Regions from separate parts of the Zea mays genome. Here regions 1 and 2 are each linked to region 3. The links are chromatin contacts, called in public Hi-C maps. All regions are on one chromosome and are shown on one strand. Each heading gives the region's core, a stretch centred on a gene start, on an enhancer-like site or on the middle of the called end of the contact. The rest is flanking DNA. Distances are from core to core; before and after follow the strand shown. Region 1 holds the start of LOC103627883 (phosphate transporter PHO1-2). Region 2 holds the start of LOC100285265 (casein kinase I). Region 3 holds the start of LOC100217312 (F-box protein PP2-B10).

Region 1 (2,700 bases), core at 146-2,645, 170 kb before region 3:
GCAGTACGTAAATTAAAAAAAAGGGCGGGTGGGGTTCATGTGATGGACATGGACGTGCCTGCCGGCCGGTGTGCAGTGCAGACGTGTCTATCTAGCTAGCTACCTGACATGGACTGCGGCGACGAGGCCACGAAGGGAGAAGAGAGGAGGTGCCGGCCGCTGTTGGAGCCGTCCACGGACGGCGGCGACGAGTTCCCGCCGGTCCGGGCGAGCCGCGCGCGGCCGCGCCGGGACGACGCCGCCGCGTGGTCGGCGAGGATCCGCTTGACGTCCGCCAGGATGCGGAGCTGCTCGATGAGCGCGTCGCCGCGCGCCAGCATGTCCGCCTCCTGCGCCGCGTAGAACTTGTTCACCTTCTCCAGCTCCTCGTCCGCCCTCTCCACAAACTCTTGCTCCTGCATGCGCATAAGTATATGTACGACATGACATGGGTAAACAATTAACAAGCTAGCTAGCCGTGTGTAGTTACTGTAACTTTCTTTCTTTCTTTCTTTGTTTTTCCCTGTCCTACTTTGTTCAATCCATAACAGCTAATTAAATATAGAATGATAGTACTAATAATGAATATTACGACTGTAGTAGTAGCTAGATGATCGATCCATGGAGATCAAGGGCGAGCACTGCATACATGCTTGTCCGTGGCTCTCACGAGCTCCCCTGAATCCGATTCCAAGCTCCTCAAGGCGTCGTCGCTGCCGCCCTCCTGCGCGCAACGCAAGCGGCCGGACGCGTCAGAAACACTCGACGACCGGTCGGTCTGCGGCGGCGACGACGTACGTACGTACGTACACGAGCACGACCGACACAACAACGAACAGTATGTAGCACAAGCGAGCGCCGGGCGGCTGGGGCGAGCGAGAGAGAAGCTAAGGGCGACGGCGACGACGTACTGGCGAGGCCGGGGGCGTGGCGTTGTTGAAGTGGGAGGCGAGGGCGCGGACGGGGTCGAGGACGGAGAAGCCATAGGTGGTGGTGGTGGCGTCGTCGTGGTCGTTGCTGGTACTACGGGCAGCGCGGTCGCGGCGGGCGATCTTGATCCTCTTGACGAGCTTCTTGAGGCCCTTGTAGTCGACGAAGGCGGCCTTCCACTCGGGGATGATGCTGGCCTCGTACTCCCGCGAGAACTTCACCATCGTGGGATCCGCCTCGAGGGGTCGACAGGGACAGGGACCGGTATGTAGGAGTGGTGGCGGAAGCAACCCTGCCTGGCGCGCGGCTTATATAGGTGGAGATGGATATGGAGGAGGAAGAAGAGTGGTTTGCCGCTCGCTAAGAGAGAGAGCTAGTGCGCCTGTGCGTGGTGCTGCGAGGGCAGCCTACGTACCTGCTAGGCTAGCCTAGCCCAGCCAGCCAGGGGATAACAATATTAGGTCGATGCAGGGGAGAAATTAAATAAAGGCGAGCAGCAGTGCAGTGCAAAGAAAGAAAGAAAGAAACTGGTGGAATGTGCATTCTGGATGCGTGTTGCGCTGCTTCGATCTAGTGGAGATCGAGCTTGCACTTGCAGTTCATTATTCATGCTGCGCATGCTCCCACAATGCCCTCAATCACTCTCTCTATCTCTCTCACTCACACACACACATGACATATGCATGTAAAAAAAAAAACAATACATATAAATATTTTTTTTTAAAAAAAAATGCTGGTGTCCAAGGCAATGCGTAACTATAGATAGAGATACCGTACGCCGCTGAAAATACAGATACACATGTATCGATAGTGATGAATTGCGTGCTGTGAGTTGATGGGTGCTTTTATTTTGCTTGTTGGCATAAGAAAGGAAAGTGGCCGGGGGGCGGGGGCTTTCGGTTGTGCGTTCCGCGCCATCTTTCTGGCGAAAAGACAGGCGCGCGCGGATCCATGGATGGCATGGCATGCATTGGGCATCGCGAGAAGTCTGGGACTGCGTTTGCCTCTTAGCCATTGCGTTTGCGTCCCAGGAATTCAGCAGGGCCGGCCGGGCTCTCGAGTCTGGTCTGGTCTCTACGCAACGCCTGCAACTGCTAGCTGCTGGCTTCTGGCTCATCGTCGTCATCAGCAGCGTGCTCATCTTATATCTTGTTTATCAAAGTTAAGCAACGCCTGTTAACTAGTGCGGTGAGCTAGGACCAGCACAATCAGAGAGGAGGTACCAGGTGCTGGTGGTGCGGTGGTGCCTGGTGCGTGCATGCAGCCGCCCACACCGGCGGCGAGGCGAGGCTCTGACGTGGCGGTGACGCCGCGACAGCATGCGCACGCGCACCTGAGTCCTCTTCGCAGAAACTACTATGACTGAGCTTCATTAACCGTTAGTTAGCTCGTGGGATTAGATTAAAATTATTTTTGCGTTTCGCACGGGTTTTAGCGTGCATGTGTGTGTGGTCGGCGGATGCGGATGCGAGCACGAGCAAGAGGGTGAAAAAGCGGATCGCGGAGGAGTAGTATGCCAACAACCCGGATGGTGACACGACGCTGGACGACGAGCGAGTGTTCTGACTGCTGATGTGTTGCAGCGTCCCGCAACCGAAAGCACGACATACTACTGCAGTGAGCGCAGACCAGGATGGGGATGCTAACGAACGATCCAGACATCGCGTATGCATGCACGGTGGCGAGGGGACGAACATAAAACAAAGATAAAACGGGAAAAATATCTTATCTGCGGTTTCAACTTAAAATCTAATAATTGTACCTGAATCGGTATCTCGATCGAAAACCCAT
Region 2 (2,700 bases), core at 184-2,683, 220 kb before region 3:
ATGCACGTAAAAAACATTCGGCTCAAATGTAATGAGTTGGCCAGCAAGAGTGAAGCATGTATATAGGATCAGACCTGATTGGCTTTCCTACCAAGCCCCATAAGAAAATTATCAGGCTTTATATCACGGTGCAGAAACCCCTTTTGATGCATGTACTCGACCCGATTAATCTGAAAGATAAGCAAGAAACGTGTTAACACTAGCAATTTCCCTATGCACATCGAACTGAGATTAACGTTAAGAAACAAACTGGAAGAGTTTGAACAAAAATCTGGGATTTAGTGTTCACCATTTGGTCAGCAAGCATGAGCACGGTCTTGAGAGAAAACTTTCTACTGCAATAGTTGAACAAGTCCTCAAGGCTAGGGCCGAGAAGATCGATCACCATCACGTTATACTCCCCCTCAACGCCGAACCACTTCAGGTGCGGAATGCCAGCTGTGACGAAACAAAAAAAAGGGGGGGAGCGGAAGGTTAGCCCAACTCGCGCATCATGCTAGCAACTAACCACAGAGTACCGTCCCAGAAGTAAAACTGGACAGGACAGGACAGGACTCTAGGGCCTACTTCCTCCTTGGAGAAGCATGTATAGCTTGGACTCGTAGTGAAGCTGCGGGTGCTTCGTCTTGACATTTTCCTGCGCAATCGAAGCAGCAATGACGAAGTAGACCAATCATATGGTAACAAGTAAATAGCAATCGGAGAGAATCCAGTACCAGCTTGACGGCGACCTCCTCTCCGGTCTGCACGTTCACAGCTGCGAGCAGCAAAGCAACAGCAAACGAAGTGAGCGCCTTTCCGAGCGACGAGAACACACGGACGGGGCCGGCATCTTATCTTATCAGTCCGTGGAGCGGGGGGGGGGGGGGGGGGGGGGGGGGGGTAGACGACAGGGAAGGGAACTCACCTAGGAAGAGCTCCCCGAACGACCCGCTCCCGATCTTCTTGCCGAGCTTGAACTTGCCTCCGACCACATGATCCATCTCGGCCCCGAGGCGAATCGAGAGGCCTCGGTCCCCGCTAGTCCGGCGAGATCCGAGCGCGGCCGAATCGAGTCGGGATTCGCGGCAGCTGCAGCTCAGCGAGGCCAGATCCGGACGGCGAGCCGAGGAATCCACGCAGCGGCTAGCTCCAATCGAACGAACGAGCAAAGCAAGGGGGATAAGAACAAAGGAGCGAGCGAGCGAACGGACAGAAGTGGAATCTAAGTCGGGCGAAAGCGGGGCGGGTCCCGGGACCGGAGAAGCGAAGCAAGCAGCGGGGGAAAACACTCCTTACTCCGAGTGGAATTCCTGGTGGCGAGGGCACGGGCGGCGGAATCCGGAAGCGGCGGGTGGGAGAGGCAGAGGGAGGGGACGGGGAGTCGAGAGAAGACGACGACAGCAAGAAGTAGAAGAGTGGGGGAGGAGACCGACGCGGAAGGGAAAAGACGGGAGGGGGCGGAAATGGGCAGCAGCCGATAAGGAAACTGAATACTACTAACTGGGAGCAGGTTCGCACAGCACAGGCAAGGCAAGGCAAGGCAAGGCAGCGGACAGCTGCGCCCGCCTTTCGCTTTGCTCTTGTTGCTCTTCGCTTTCTCTCCGGGCCGCCACTTTTTTTCTTAATAATAATATAGTGTAAAAAAATAATACTCTCGCTCATTGAAACTCTCTGCTGTTGGGACGAAGGAAAAAAACATCTTCTTTCCCTTTTCTTTGAAAGACAGCATAACTACATTACATGTGTATTTATTTTATATGCAGGTAATGAAATGGAGTATATTATATACATGTAACAGTAATTGCCTATAAACGTACAGTAATGATTAATCCATGACGGGCTGCGCGTCCCCCATCACTCGTGTCCTCTCCACCCTTTCCTTTCGTCCCATGGAATCCGGTCTCGGTTGCAATTTTAGAGCTAGTTTGACAACCCGATTTTTATATGGAATTTTCAATTTCTCGATAGAAATAAACTAATTTCCTATGAAAAAATAAAAAACTTTGGAAAATTTGGGTTTCCAAATCAGCTATTAGAATTTCACCTTCTTTTTTTTCTTCTGGACCACCCTCGTAGAATGTTGCAGTCTCCTACTACAACAATACACGTAACCTAAACCTAAACGCGCGCAACGCAAGGCATGTCCTAGCTGCAATTAGCATCGCGTCGACCAGCAGATTTCTCTCCAATCCGGGCCGGGCCGGCCCGGCTCCCGCTTCTGTTCTGCACACGTCCCCTCGGCTTCACGTGCTTCTGCGCTCGACCACGTCGCTCTGGCTTTGGCTATGCTTTGCTGTGCATCGGCGGAGTCCAACACTAGATATTTTGTCTAATAATTTAGTTCACCTACTCCACTGCAACTCTTAATTGTTTTTTTTGCATATTTTTGTCATTAATTCTCAGACCGTTTAGGTCCGATGAAAAAAATCACTTGTTGCGAACACTATTCTCAACCAACAATAAAATACATGGCATGTCTCATGTAAAAATACGGTGCAGAAAATGCATGCGTACATGGGAAGGGAGTCACGTAACTATAGTTTTATTTTGCTGAAATATAATAGCTTGTTTAGCTTGCGAGCTGACTCGTTAACAAAATGAGCTAGAATGCTAGCATAGTTTATAAAAAAATCAAACAAATTGATTCGACTCGACCATGAAATAAACGAGCCGACGAGACAAGAGCATTTTCTCCAACCCTATATTACATGTAAGGTG
Region 3 (2,700 bases), core at 92-2,591:
AACTGGTGGAGAGTAGCAAGGAGCGATTTGGCGTGAATGAACCAAAATGATCCCAGTGTAGATGACATGCTATAACTGTGCTATCTTTGCTTGGTTGACGCTTGGGCGAAGTCTTCGCCACATTTGTTTAACTGGCCATCACCTGTTTCTTGGCACCCAGCCGGCACTCGCACAGATCTTTAATAAAAGCTTGTTTAGATATGGCCCCCCTTTTTTTATCTTCTTTCTGGTGAGAAATGTAGTGGGAAAGAAACAATGGAGGCTTCTTCTCCGAAAGGTCCCAGTGGATCATGTGGGTTGCGTAGATCAGGCACTAATCTTACCTCAAAAGGGGCACAGTTTGCTTAAAGCACGCTCTTTTGCCCCGAAAACCTTTGATGTTTCTTTATTTTTTTTCGCCCTAGTTCCCTGATAGCCCTGCTTGCTTTGTGAAACAACTGAACAATGGGCAGCAAAAATCGAAGGACGATGAAAAAACCAGAAGGGCCCTGGGGGCCAAAAGAAGAGGAAAAAGCCGGCAGGAGTAGCAGTGGAAGGTTGCACTTGCACTGCTGGGCTAAGCAATCTCGCTGTGCGTTCGCACATCTTCTGCAGCATGTGCTGTTTCGAGTTTATAAGCTGCATACTGTGACTAGTGTGCATTGTTTAATGTTGGTGATGGTTTTACTATGACCATGAGAAGAGAAAGCATGCAGTTTTCCTAATACTGTTTGACCTTTGTAATCTTCTGGTCGTAAAGAGTTACCGCGGAATCACACTGGACAATTCGTCGATAAGAGGAATCGCATTTTGGACTTGGGATGTGTTCTGTGCGGATAAGAGGAATCCATCTTTAGTTCTGGTTCTGACCTCACAGCCACGCTGGTCGATCGAGATCATGTCGTCGTATTGGGAAAGATTGATCGCATTTCATTTCGTCTGCCGTTTCTTCTGCGTCGTTCCTTTGCAGTCAGACGACAATTTGTGTCACACGCAAGTAAAGATGATTCTCTTTTTTTCCCGAATAGAAGAATTGCTGCTCTGAAATATCCATATGTATGTGCTGAGAGGTGAGGTATGAAGCCAACCATGTCAGCAGCCCATGGAGCAAAAAGGTTCTGTGGGGGCAGAGGAGATCTCGGGCCGAGAAAAAAAAAGAGGAGAGGAGGTCGCATTTCCGGTTTAATAAAACGGCGTTCCGAGTCAGCACGTACACAGCAACGGCCTCCGACCGGACCCAGCGAAGCAACCGCTCCAACTCCACCCGCCCGCGCGGCCCGGCTGCTGAGCCTTAGCCCTTAAGCTTGCCCCTTATATTAAGCTAGCTGCGCGCGCAGCCGCCGCCGTCACTCAACCGAGACCCGACGTGATCATCACACACACACACCGGCGACGCGGACGTACGTACGAGTACTCTGCGTGCATGGCGACGGAATCGGCGGCGGAGATCGTCTGCCGGCTGCCGGAGCAGTGCGTGGCGCACGCCATCTCGCTGACGACGCTCGGCGACGCGTGCCACTCGTCCGCGGTGTCGCCGGCGCCCTTCAGGCCCGCTGCGGACTCCGACGCCGCCTGGGCGCGGTTCCTGCCGCCGGACCACGCGGACGACGTCCTGGCGCGCGCCGACGAGCGGCCGGTCGCCGCCGGCTGCTGCGCGTCCAAGGAAGACCCCTTCTCGCGCCTCTGCGACTGTAGCCCCGTCCTCCTGGAGGACGGGGCCACCATGGCATTGGTTCGTAACGTAGCACCAGTACGGTCGATCCGGAGCGGCGCCAGATGCTTCGTGCTGTCGGCGAGGGCCCTCAGCATTGCGTGGGGAGACGACCCTTCGTGCTGGACGTGGGCCGCTAGCCCGCCAGGGTCCAGGTGGGTCCATCACGAATGCCCATGCTGTAACGTACTACATTACCTTTTGTTTTATTTGATTCTACACACGTCTCATCATGCATGCATGCCTCCATATCTGTTCATGCATGCATGCGGGCACGTATTCCGAAGGTACTGACAAAGCACGCACTGACGTATAAGTTTGCATGACTGCATGCATGGTTCATGGTTGCATCACAAAAATTATGTCATAATCGAGTGACCGTACGATCAGGTTCCCAGAGGTGGCGGAGCTCGTGGACGTGTGCTGGCTGGAGATCAGCGGGAAGCTCAGCCTGTCGCTGCTGTCCCCGGGGACCACCTACGCGGCCTACCTCGTCTTCACCATGGCCGACGACTCGTACGGCCTCGAGTGCCACGTCGGGATGCCGCCGCCCAAGGCCACGGTCACCGTCTCCTCCGGCGGCGCTAGTGGGACGACGACGACTACGAGCAGCGGCAGCAAGGCGGTGACGTCAACGACGACGGCGGAGCACGCCATCTGCCTGCACCACATGCAGGGGGAGGAGGAGGAGGCCGCGCACCGGCGGAAGCAGCAGTACGTGCGCCTCCGCAGGGGCTACGGCGGTGGCCGGAAGACGACGGTGCTGACGACGACGCGGGAGGCCGACCCTGACATCAGGTGCCCCCGCCGGAGGGGCGACGGGTGGGCCGAGGTCGAGATGGGCGAGTTCCACGTGGCGGGCGACGAGGGCGACGCGGCGGTGGTGGAGGTCAGGGTGCAGGAGGTGGATTGCCGCCGTTGGAAGAGAGGACTCGTCGTGCTGGGCGTCGAGATCAGGCCCAAGCAGCACACGCCGTGCTAGCGCTATAGCTGGAGTGGACTTCATCTTT

What was found. A called contact is a pair of places that touch in the nucleus more often than the background predicts.
Region 1: a Hi-C map of leaf mesophyll shows a contact between it and region 3, with 2.2 times the contacts expected there. The contact joins the promoter of LOC103627883 here to the promoter of LOC100217312 in region 3. A contact is called at or near these places in 13 of 25 Hi-C or Micro-C datasets (bundle sheath, ear, endosperm and 5 more) and 2 of 3 datasets of contacts at active chromatin or transcription factors (leaf and seedling).
Region 2: a Hi-C map of ear shows a contact between it and region 3, with 1.7 times the contacts expected there. The contact joins the promoter of LOC100285265 here to the promoter of LOC100217312 in region 3. A contact is called at or near these places in 2 of 25 Hi-C or Micro-C datasets (ear and leaf).

What each region holds. Positions count from the first base shown.
Region 1 is chr5:223,480,679-223,483,378 of Zm-B73-REFERENCE-NAM-5.0, forward strand. LOC103627883 (phosphate transporter PHO1-2) reads right to left here and starts at 1,396. Exons shown (of 15, transcript XM_008648190.2): 1 at 891-1,396; 2 at 629-703; 3 at 104-395. The coding sequence starts at 1,133.
Region 2 is chr5:223,435,050-223,437,749 of Zm-B73-REFERENCE-NAM-5.0, forward strand. It overlaps LOC100285265 (casein kinase I), which reads right to left and starts at 1,434. Exons shown (of 14, transcript NM_001158159.2): 1 at 908-1,434; 2 at 717-757; 3 at 568-637; 4 at 290-438; 5 at 75-170. The coding sequence starts at 983.
Region 3 is chr5:223,652,210-223,654,909 of Zm-B73-REFERENCE-NAM-5.0, forward strand. It overlaps LOC100217312 (F-box protein PP2-B10), which reads left to right and starts at 1,342. Exons shown (of 2, transcript NM_001143658.1): 1 at 1,342-1,845; 2 at 2,081-2,700. The coding sequence starts at 1,403. The coding sequence ends at 2,672. It overlaps LOC100272405 (Trimeric LpxA-like enzyme), which reads left to right. Exons shown (of 16, transcript XR_553885.4): 16 at 453-796.